Regions from separate parts of the Sus scrofa genome. Here all the other regions are linked to region 1. The links are chromatin contacts, called in public Hi-C maps. All regions are on one chromosome and are shown on one strand. Each heading gives the region's core, a stretch centred on a gene start, on an enhancer-like site or on the middle of the called end of the contact. The rest is flanking DNA. Distances are from core to core; before and after follow the strand shown. Region 1 overlaps DLC1 (rho GTPase-activating protein 7). Region 2 overlaps DLC1 (rho GTPase-activating protein 7). Region 3 overlaps DLC1 (rho GTPase-activating protein 7).

Region 1 (3,084 bases), core at 347-2,846:
TGTGGCTTGCTGATACCCAAGGTTATGTGGGAGGAGCAGATCCATCCTTTTTTGTGGTCTGTTCTCCTTCGTTGTAGGAGAACTTAGTGGTCTCAGCTCCCCTTAAGACACTGATATTTCCGGGATTCTCTGGAAGGTCAGTGAATCTGTGCCTTTATCCTGTGGAATCAGCCTGCAAACACAAGGTGCCTTGGAGCACATCACATCCAAATGCAAAAGGTGCCACAGATTTCACTTTTGAGAATCCAGGAGTCTGCCTTCCTCAATTAACCTCCTACAACACTTTCATTGTACACCACTGAGCAAGCAGCCTCGAGACGGTGTTGCTTCTGGGTTTCCAGACATGTGTCATTTCCACTGCATATTTAGTAGCACATAACTGCCTGAAGTGGGGAGACGGGAATGTGAGGCATGTCTCACTGAGGAGGAGGGTTTTTATATTTCAAAAAAAAAAAAAAATCACTCAACTGCTAATGGAAACGTCAACCTCCCAGCCCTATTCTTAAAAATAAATAAATACAAGGAGTTCCTCATGTGAGAGGCACATTAGGGACACAAGATATTCATTTCCATGAAGTCACTCACAGCAGGCCTGTCTGGAAAAATGCTTTCATCTTCTGTGAAGGGAGGAGGAATTGTACCAGCAAGAAGGTTTAAAGACCAAAACTTTGAAGTGGAGGGTGAAATGGGAAAAGTGATCCTCCGGTCAGGTGAATTTGGGCCAAACCAGATTAATTTCTACATTTCAATTCAACATGGGCTGCATAGAGACTACAGAGTCATGATTTGTAAGGAGATGCCTCTCGGTCCTGTCCAGCAGTGGGCACACGGGGTTTCCTACAGTTTGGTATGTCCACCATGACCCTGGGTGCAGAGGGCAGCTGAAGAAGTAGGTGCTGCACCGCTGGAGCTGGACAGCTCTGCTTTGAGCTGCTTCGTGGATTGTTGTCTACTTAAATTCACTTACTGCACATTCACTGAGCATCTGCTATAAACTGCTGGTACTATGTCAAGTGTGATCAGGTGATAGTGATCAAGATAGATGTGGCCTTGGCCTCGTGAAGGCTGTAGGCTCTGCAAAGTTCCCTGTGGGCTGTTGGGAGGTATGAGTGTGAACACCATGAATGGGGTTCCAGCACGCTCATATTGAAGATGAATAAACTGAGGTCCTGACAGAATCCCCCAAAGGATTAACTGCAAAGTTGGGAAACAGAATCTGGATGCCGTGACTTAGACTTTAGTGTTATTCCTCCTACGTTCAGAGCTAGGACAGGAAGAAAAGGCATAAAAAAATCTTAGAAATCTGCTCAACTCTAGGGGATGTGAATTTCGGTCCATGACTACATCTTATCTCTATTTCTGTTCATTCAAGTGCTCTCTCAAGATAGAATCAAAGCTCTTCACCCATTCTTGGACATGGAGAAGATCAGATACATGGGCCTTTTTCCTTCCAGACTGGTGTCTCCAACTTGCATTTGATCAGAGGTCATCTGCCTGCTGTTCGTTTCAGAAGCTTTTGCCTCAGTCCTTCTCCATTCAAGCAGCCCTTTCTACACAGCCAGCTCTCTGTGGAAACCTTGGGGCTCTCTTGCATTCTTTGCTGCCCTGCATCACTTCCTTCCTTCCTTTCTTGTAGGCACTGGGAATACTTTCTCTCCAACCCCCATTCCTGCTGCTGTTCACTCTCCCAGCCATGACCTTTGCCTCTTTCCCTTTCCTCTCTCTGTTTCCCTTGAGGCTCTGTTGCTGTACTTTTATACTGCTGAAAACCAGGATGTGGTGGGATAGAATTCAATGTGTTTTCCTTTTGATTCTGAGCTTCTGCCTTGTTTTCTCAATGTCTGCTTAAAAGCCCTCACTCTTTCTTTTCTTTTGCTTTTTTAACGGCTGCACTGTGGCATATGGAAATTCCCAGGCCAGGGGTCTAATCAGAGCTGCAGCTGCCGGCCACAGCCACAGCCACAGCAATGCCGGATCGGAGCCATATCTGTGACCTGCACCACAGCTCATGGTAACACTGGATCCCCCACCACTGAGGTAGGCCAGAGATCAGACCTGCATCCCCTTGGATACAAGTTGGATCCTTAACTCATTGAGCCACAATGGGAACTCTTGCCCTCACTCTTTAAAATGCTGTGTTTCAACTTTAGTCCCGAGCACTGGTCCTGCCTGTGGTGCCTCTTTCCCCTTCGCATCTGTACATATCTTCAGTCCTGTCTCTGGCAAGGTGACATCTGATCAGGCTTTTACATGAAAAAGGGCAACTTACAGTGTTTATGATTCAGGATGTGGAATGTTCCTTACTCAGTCTGTCCAGACCTTGACCTCCTGAAACGCACGACTCAGAGAATTGTTGGCATTGATCTTATGCTGTCCTTAAAGATCCTGTAATACATTCATCTCCTGTTCTTGGCAGCTGCTTACAGGTTAGTCCCCATAGCTCAGTCCTCATTAGGGGCATGATACAGGATGGAAGGAATGGGAAAAGCAACTTCTACCTACCAAAGAGTGTCCCATGAATTATTTCTTTGTACAATGTTGTTTATTATAGTGCAAAAAACCCAAAACAGTGCCTGTTTATTTTTGAGAAGAGATTGTTTTCTTTATACAGTTCAGCACATGGAGCACATGGACTTTCCTGTACCCTTTGAAATCCTAAAATCAGAATCTCCACAATCTAATTAACATCCTTTGTGGAAGTGAAACATTCTATGGTTTATTTTTATCTTCTGTGTATTCCTTCATCTGAATTCAACTATTTGAGGATGAATTTGGTGCTTGGCCTACCTGCCAACACCAGTGCAAAGAAGACAGGACAGAATTGAGTTTTGAGAGATTTTTTGAGTTGCATTTGCAAAGGAGGATGATATGATATTATTAGGACAAGAGCTTGGGAAGGTTTTCAATTGGGAGAGTGATTTTATAGAAATAAACATATGTTGTCCTCTCGGCCCAATTAGCAATCATTTTGTGGGGTTTGAATTGTATCTGTGGCTTTAGGATGGTTTTCTGTTGAGTAAAGCTGATAAGTCCAGTCAAAGACCAAATCTTTGATCCTGGCCTCAAGTGAACATGGTGTTTCAA
Region 2 (3,084 bases), core at 396-2,895, 210 kb before region 1:
AATTGGATAGATTAAGAAAACAATCTAAATAACATAGTTTTAAGGGCCCTTATTTTCACTAAATGAAGCAGGTTTTAAGATCATAGAACCCTCTTCCCCTTTTAACTTATTTTTCAAAGCAAAAATACCTGGTTACAAACCTAAAATAGCACCCGCCTTCCTATCTCCACTGTTGGATAGGATAGGCTGGCAGGCTCATCAAGTCTTTCTTTTACATGAATTAGCAAAACTTCTTCTACCAAGCACCAGTCTCCAATCTTTGGCTTTTGCCCTAAGTTCTACAAGGTTATAGCAGAAGAAAGATAAAATACTGTAGAAACTATAGTGCTATAGAAGCCTTAAGTTTGAAAGAAAGAGAACAGGAATTCTAAAGAAACTGTTCACTCATATTTCAGCCCATCCTCAGAGAGAAAAGATTATCTAGAATAGCATGAAACATCAAGTTGTCTTATCAAAGATGAATGAAAATAAAAACAAGGCAGATACTGGTTATACACAAAAAGCTTTTAGTGATTCTCATGTCTAACCTCAAACAGGAAACCCTACAGGCAGATCTCACTCTGTTGCACTTTGCAGATATTCAAGTTTTTATAGGTGAAATGCCTTAACCAAGTCTATTGGGCCACTTTTCCAACAGTATTTTTTAAAAATTAAGGTATGTATATTGCTTTTTAGACACAATGCTATTGCACACTTAATAGACTACAGTATAATGTAAACGTAACTTTTATATGCCCTGGGAAACCAAAAAATTTGTGTGACCTGCTTTATTCTGGTTGTCTGGGACCAAACCTGTAATACCTCCAAGTAGCCTGTGTTCAACTTGACTTTCTCAGTTTTGTGCAAAAGGTATAAGAAAAATAAGTATACTGTCTTCAAGGTGAGCTAAAGAATTAATTGTCATCAAAATCATTTATGAAATAGAAAAAAATTGCTTATGATACCCAGCCCCCCAAACAAACACAATCTACTGGTCAAATTTTGACTCAAGTACATCTGATTAGTTTAGGAACATTACTGGTTTTGTAACATACATTTTTCCTACAAATTAATGCAGATCCTCATTCTGTTGCTTTCCTGTTTTGTTTACACATGTGGGGAGGAAGGGGTCTGAAGTTCCCCTCAACTTATATATGACCTTGGACTAGTCACTGAACTTCCAGGAAACTCAGCTGCACCTTAGTAGGGAAGAGGCAAAGTTTTTCAAAGCTGCCTTTGCAAAGTTCTGGAATTTCCCATGGAATGACTTCTACAAATGCACAAGCACAATACAAGGTCCCTCTTTGGTGCTACACAGTTTGAAAAAGGGAGTTGTGAGGAACTGTCTTTCATGAGCTGATAGTTTCTCCAAACTCTGGAGGGGAGGTGAAGATGATTTCAGAATTTTGCCATCTTCTATCTACTTTGTCACTTGAGTGTGACAAAGGGCATGGCACCGCTAGCGTATAGTAGCCATATGCAGGGGCCATGGGCCATTTCACCTCCCCATCGCTTCCTCTTGGGCTTCCTAAGTGCTGCTGCCTGGGAAATGCTACAACGTCAGGGTGTGGAAAACTTTTGTCCCTCAGACATCCTCTGGACTCCTGCAAGGAGGAGGAAGGCGCCTTTCTGTCGAGCAGCAGGAAGCAGCCTCCAGCCCTCCCGGCAGGACACTCGGAGGTGGGGCAGGGAAGAGAACAAAATGTGGATGGGAGGTGTCAGAGGCATCTGAGGACTTCTGCACTGGCCTCAGCCTTCAGTCAGCTTTTGATTTTTCTCCTGGGGGTGGAGAAGTGAGAAGGCCACCAAGTTGAGGTTTGTGTGGACAGAAAAGGAGAGTACTTTCCACCATGAAACTCACTCGAGTAGAAGAATAAAACACAAGGGTGAAGAACTAGGAAAGACTGAGTCCCACCATATCCTGGCTCGACTTTAGCAAGGAATAATATATTTTACCTTTTGGTGCCCAAGAACATTATTTCTTAATAGGTAGGCATTTTCAAGATGCCACTCAAAACGTTTTCAGTGACATGTGGGAGAAAGCTTTCCTTAGAAATATTATTTTGGAATACTTTCACTGAAGAAAGCATTGTTCTGTACAGGCAACAGAGGCTAGAAAATGGTCTCCCAAACCCCCTTCCCAAATATTAAAGACACACACTAGGTCTCCACCCATGACGCCCCTCAGAGCAGACACAGAAACCACTCATTTGTCAACCCCAGACACTAACACTGTGGCTCCCTACCTACCAGCACGAGGGCCCTAGGAAACTGCAAAGTACCTGTAAGGCTCTAGCTGGCCACCAAATGTTGTTTTCTCAACTGAGTCACCTCCTGCCAAATATATCTCCATAATGAGAATCTACCAGCACAGACATGTGGTTGAAATCCTAGCTCTGTCATGTACAGTGAGTGATCTGAGGCAAGGTATTTAACTCTCCCCAACCTCAGATTCCTCATCTGTAAAATGGGAATAATGATATCTACTTGGTCAGGTTGCTGTGAAGAGTACACGTGACAACAGAAGCAAACTGCAGGATAAATTTTAGCTCCTTAATGCTATTATCAGTCTGTCAAAAGTCTGTGGTTTTTTTATAAACACAGAGTGTGTGTGTGTGTGTGTGTACATACACATATACATGTATGTATATATGTATATATCCTAAATAGGCAAGACTTTCTTTCTATTTACCATCAATTATGAAAGCAAGAAGAGAATATGTCGAGAAAAAACTAAGATACAGTAGACCTAATTAAAAGACCCCCCAGCAGGACTACTACACCCCACTTATCACTGATCATGATAATCCGTAACAACAACACAGGATCCCACAAGGAAAAGTGCCAACAGACAGGAAGAGCCTTTCTCAGCTGGGGACCTTACCCCTTTTACATTAACTAAATTTCTGACTAATTTGAGATGGAAAGAAAACACTACTGATTGTACTCACTACCCATTCTTATAAAACATATTTTAACCCTACAGAACTGTCCTTCTCGAAAGAGTAAGAATTACCCTCAAGAACTTGAATTCTTCACTACACTGTGGCTACGCAATCAGGTATACAGACAACTGTGAAAGTCCACTCCAGAAAAGCATTTTCC
Region 3 (3,084 bases), core at 207-2,706, 150 kb before region 1:
TGTATATAAAGTTTTATTCTTGGACATTTAGGCCAAATGACCTGGGTCTTTATTCTCCAGTTTCTCATACTAACTTTTTCCTGTCTCTACATTTTTCCTAATTTACCTGTCTCTTCATTTCTCTATCTTTCCCCTCCTCATTAAGTTTCTTTTTTTTTTTCCCTGTCTTTTTCGGGCTGCACCTGTGGCACATGGAGGTTCCCAGGCTAGGGTCCAATCAGACCTGCAGCTGCTGATCTACATCACAACTCACGGCAATACCGGATCCTTAACCCACTGAACGAGACCAGGGATCAAACCCTGATCCTCGTGGATTCTAGTCGGGTTCTTAGTCTGCTGAGCCACAACAGGAACTTCCTCCCCTCCTTATTAACTGATTTACTCATTCATTCATTTATTCATTTAATATTTATTTCACTTCCTATACCATGACTGTATTTATCAAAATCAGAGCTTCCCCCTTTTAATGCATTATATTTCCTCTCTTTTTCAAGGACAGCTTGAGATTTTAGTTACCAAGTCAGTCTTTAATGAGAAATGAATAGTGGGAAAGTGGGATCCACTCCTAGGCCTCTCCTGAATCTTATTTCACTCACTTTACCTCTCTTTGTCCTTCCTGAAATCTAAGATCCTGTGGGCCTCATACTCATAGTATTTAGGTGGTTTTCACATACGTCTTGTCCTATTATTAATTTCTGTGTTTTCTGTTTTAGGCTGTAAGATACTAGAGGGAACTCAGCATAAAATGTCAACAATCACCATGCTTGCTTCTTTTAAAATTTTACTTATTTATTTATTTTTAACAATATCTGGACTCTACTCAGCCAAGATAATGAGTAGGGAGCTTCATTCAGAAATTAGAAACAAGGAAGATAAACAAGAGGTGCTAAGAAGTATCTAGATTCCTTCTACAGGTTTTGGGATTACACTAGGATGAGTACTTCTAATTTGGGACAGTTCCCAAAAGTGACATGAAGAATGAATTTTTTATGAAAAGGAAGAAAGCGAGCAAACCTGAAGTTGCGTATAATCTTGTCTAAACAACGAGTCTGCTGTTTGTATGGCCTGATAGAGTGAACTGGTGTCCCATCCATTATTTTTGCCAGTTTTACACTAAGAATATCTTTCCCCTCCTGTACTTAGTTGTAAACACAGGCTCCTGCTTTTTAAGGCTAGTGTTCCTCAGGGTTATGGACAGAAGAGGAAATTCCTTTTAAAATAGCTTTGAGATAGGATTTTTGTCCCTTACATGAAATAAACCTTTTGGGAAACAAAACAGAATGGATGGGAAATAACATGATAAGAGAAGGGCCCTGTAGTTTGGCATTGATTTTAAATCCAACCTCTTTTCAAGGGGAGTTGTTAAAGGTTGGTGCTGATTCATCTCCAGCTCTGCTGTTTCCCATGGGGAGAGGCACCATCATGAGTCTCACGCAGACTCCTAAGCATTAGCAGTTAGTCACTTCTTGGGTCTTTGATGTGTTTTGGGCCAACAGAATCCTTGAAGCAGGCCTATCACAGATTGGCTTTAAAGAGAGTTTTGAGGCTTGTAGGGGCAAAAAGGCTCAGGGGGAAAAGACTCTTGTTAAGAAAAATTAGGCTGTGGATTTTGCATTGTGTCTCAGCAGTAATGAAACTGACAGTATCCATCAGGAGAAGGGCCTTGCTCAGTGGGTTAAGGATCCCATGTTGCCTTGAGCTGTGGTGTAGGTCACAGACACGGCTCAGATCCCGCATTGCTGTGGTTGTGGCGTAGACTGGCAGCTGCAGCTCTGATTGGACCCCTAGCTTGGGAATTTCCATGTGCCACCAGTGTGGGCCCCCCCTCCCCCAAAAAAAGACAAAAAAGAAAAATTAGGCTGTAGAGCCAGACATATTTCTGAGGTCCATTCAGCCTAGTGAACTCCAAGGATTCACAGACCCATGAACTAAAAACTCTGCTGTGCATGCTAATGTATAGAGTCTGTGTTGGCTGGGCATTGGAAAACAGAGAGCCTGTGGGCAGCGCTGAACTCTGACAGGAGTAAATATCTTTACCAAGTTCACTTATTTTCAGATATTTGAAGGTCAAGGTAATGAGAACCCCTGGCATAGTTTCAGGTTAAATACACTATTTCCCTCAGCCTTTAAAAACAGCTTTAATATTCTGTTGATAAGTATTGATATGGGTAAAGTTCAATTTCTGCATTAGGAAAAAATTTCTACATAGATAAATAAATTACTGTAGATATAGACATTTTAGTGTATATGCACACACATACTCACAAGTTTTAGAAGGAATAAAATATTTTATTAAGCTAAAGTTATGGCTATTTCATTTCATTATGACTAGGATACTTTACGAATGGAATAAATTATCAGCAAATAAAATGTTGTACTTTAATGATCTTAAAACATGACATCTTTTTAAATGGTCACTAGATATTTTGCCGATTTCACCAATTACTTGTCACACTCTGGCTGGAAATTCTGAACCATTCCATTCATTTATTAACTTGCTCAGGAGACTGTTTTTAAAATTTATGAGAATGCTTGTGGTCAAATGCCTCCATTGCCTTTACCTATGACTCAATGGAGAGAATGCTTTTCAATTGGTTAGTAGTATAAGCACCTGCCTTGTATTTTGGATTATAACTATAACTATGACATTAATTGGCTCTCTTCTTAGCACCTTCTTGATCATACTGCCTGAACTGGGCTGATCTTGTAATGGAGCATTTTGTGATAACATGTTAAAAATGAAACTATTAAGACCAGATGGCATTACTGGCATTATTGGGCAGTCACACTAGGAAAAACAAAACCGCATTGCAAGTTTTAATTTTCTGTAGGAAAATAGAGTTCTTTTCAGTCTGCAGTGTAGTCTAGTATACATCATTTGCACCCCTAAGAATAGCTGGTACTTACTCTCAGACAGGGGCCCTGAGAGTGGTGTCTAACACCCAGGTGAATGTGCAAGAGGGTCTGGGAAGAAAACATGAATACCTTCTATTTATAGTTTATTAATGTTTTGATTAACAGAGAATGAAATTAGGCCTTGCTAATATTTAATACATAGACTGATACTGAGTCCCACTTTCATCC

The links. A called contact is a pair of places that touch in the nucleus more often than the background predicts.
Region 2: a Hi-C map of liver shows a contact between it and region 1, with 4 times the contacts expected there. The contact joins two enhancer-like sites. A contact is called at or near these places in 5 of 47 Hi-C or Micro-C datasets (embryonic fibroblasts, liver and subcutaneous adipose tissue) and 1 of 2 datasets of contacts at active chromatin or transcription factors (skeletal muscle).
Region 3: a contact with region 1 is called in a Hi-C map of liver, with 1.9 times the contacts expected there. The contact joins two enhancer-like sites. A contact is called at or near these places in 2 of 47 Hi-C or Micro-C datasets (embryonic fibroblasts and liver).

The regions. Positions count from the first base shown.
Region 1 is chr17:1,421,420-1,424,503 of Sscrofa11.1, forward strand. All of the region lies in intron 4 of DLC1 (rho GTPase-activating protein 7), which reads right to left. Among named protein-coding and RNA genes, the nearest start is that of C17H8orf48, 190 kb to the right of the region's middle. Within about 2 kb of position 1,597, at least 10 of the 83 cell types and tissues checked have an H3K27ac peak or open chromatin away from gene starts, as enhancers often do. A contact at or near this core is called in liver, where this site is marked.
Region 2 is chr17:1,208,251-1,211,334 of Sscrofa11.1, forward strand. All of the region lies in intron 5 of DLC1 (rho GTPase-activating protein 7), which reads right to left. Among named protein-coding and RNA genes, the nearest start is that of KIAA1456, 150 kb to the left of the region's middle. Within about 2 kb of position 1,646, at least 13 of the 83 cell types and tissues checked have an H3K27ac peak or open chromatin away from gene starts, as enhancers often do. A contact at or near this core is called in liver, where this site is marked.
Region 3 is chr17:1,274,420-1,277,503 of Sscrofa11.1, forward strand. The region is part of intron 5 of DLC1 (rho GTPase-activating protein 7); the gene reads right to left. Among named protein-coding and RNA genes, the nearest start is that of KIAA1456, 220 kb to the left of the region's middle. Within about 2 kb of position 1,457, at least 2 of the 83 cell types and tissues checked have an H3K27ac peak or open chromatin away from gene starts, as enhancers often do. A contact at or near this core is called in liver, where this site is marked.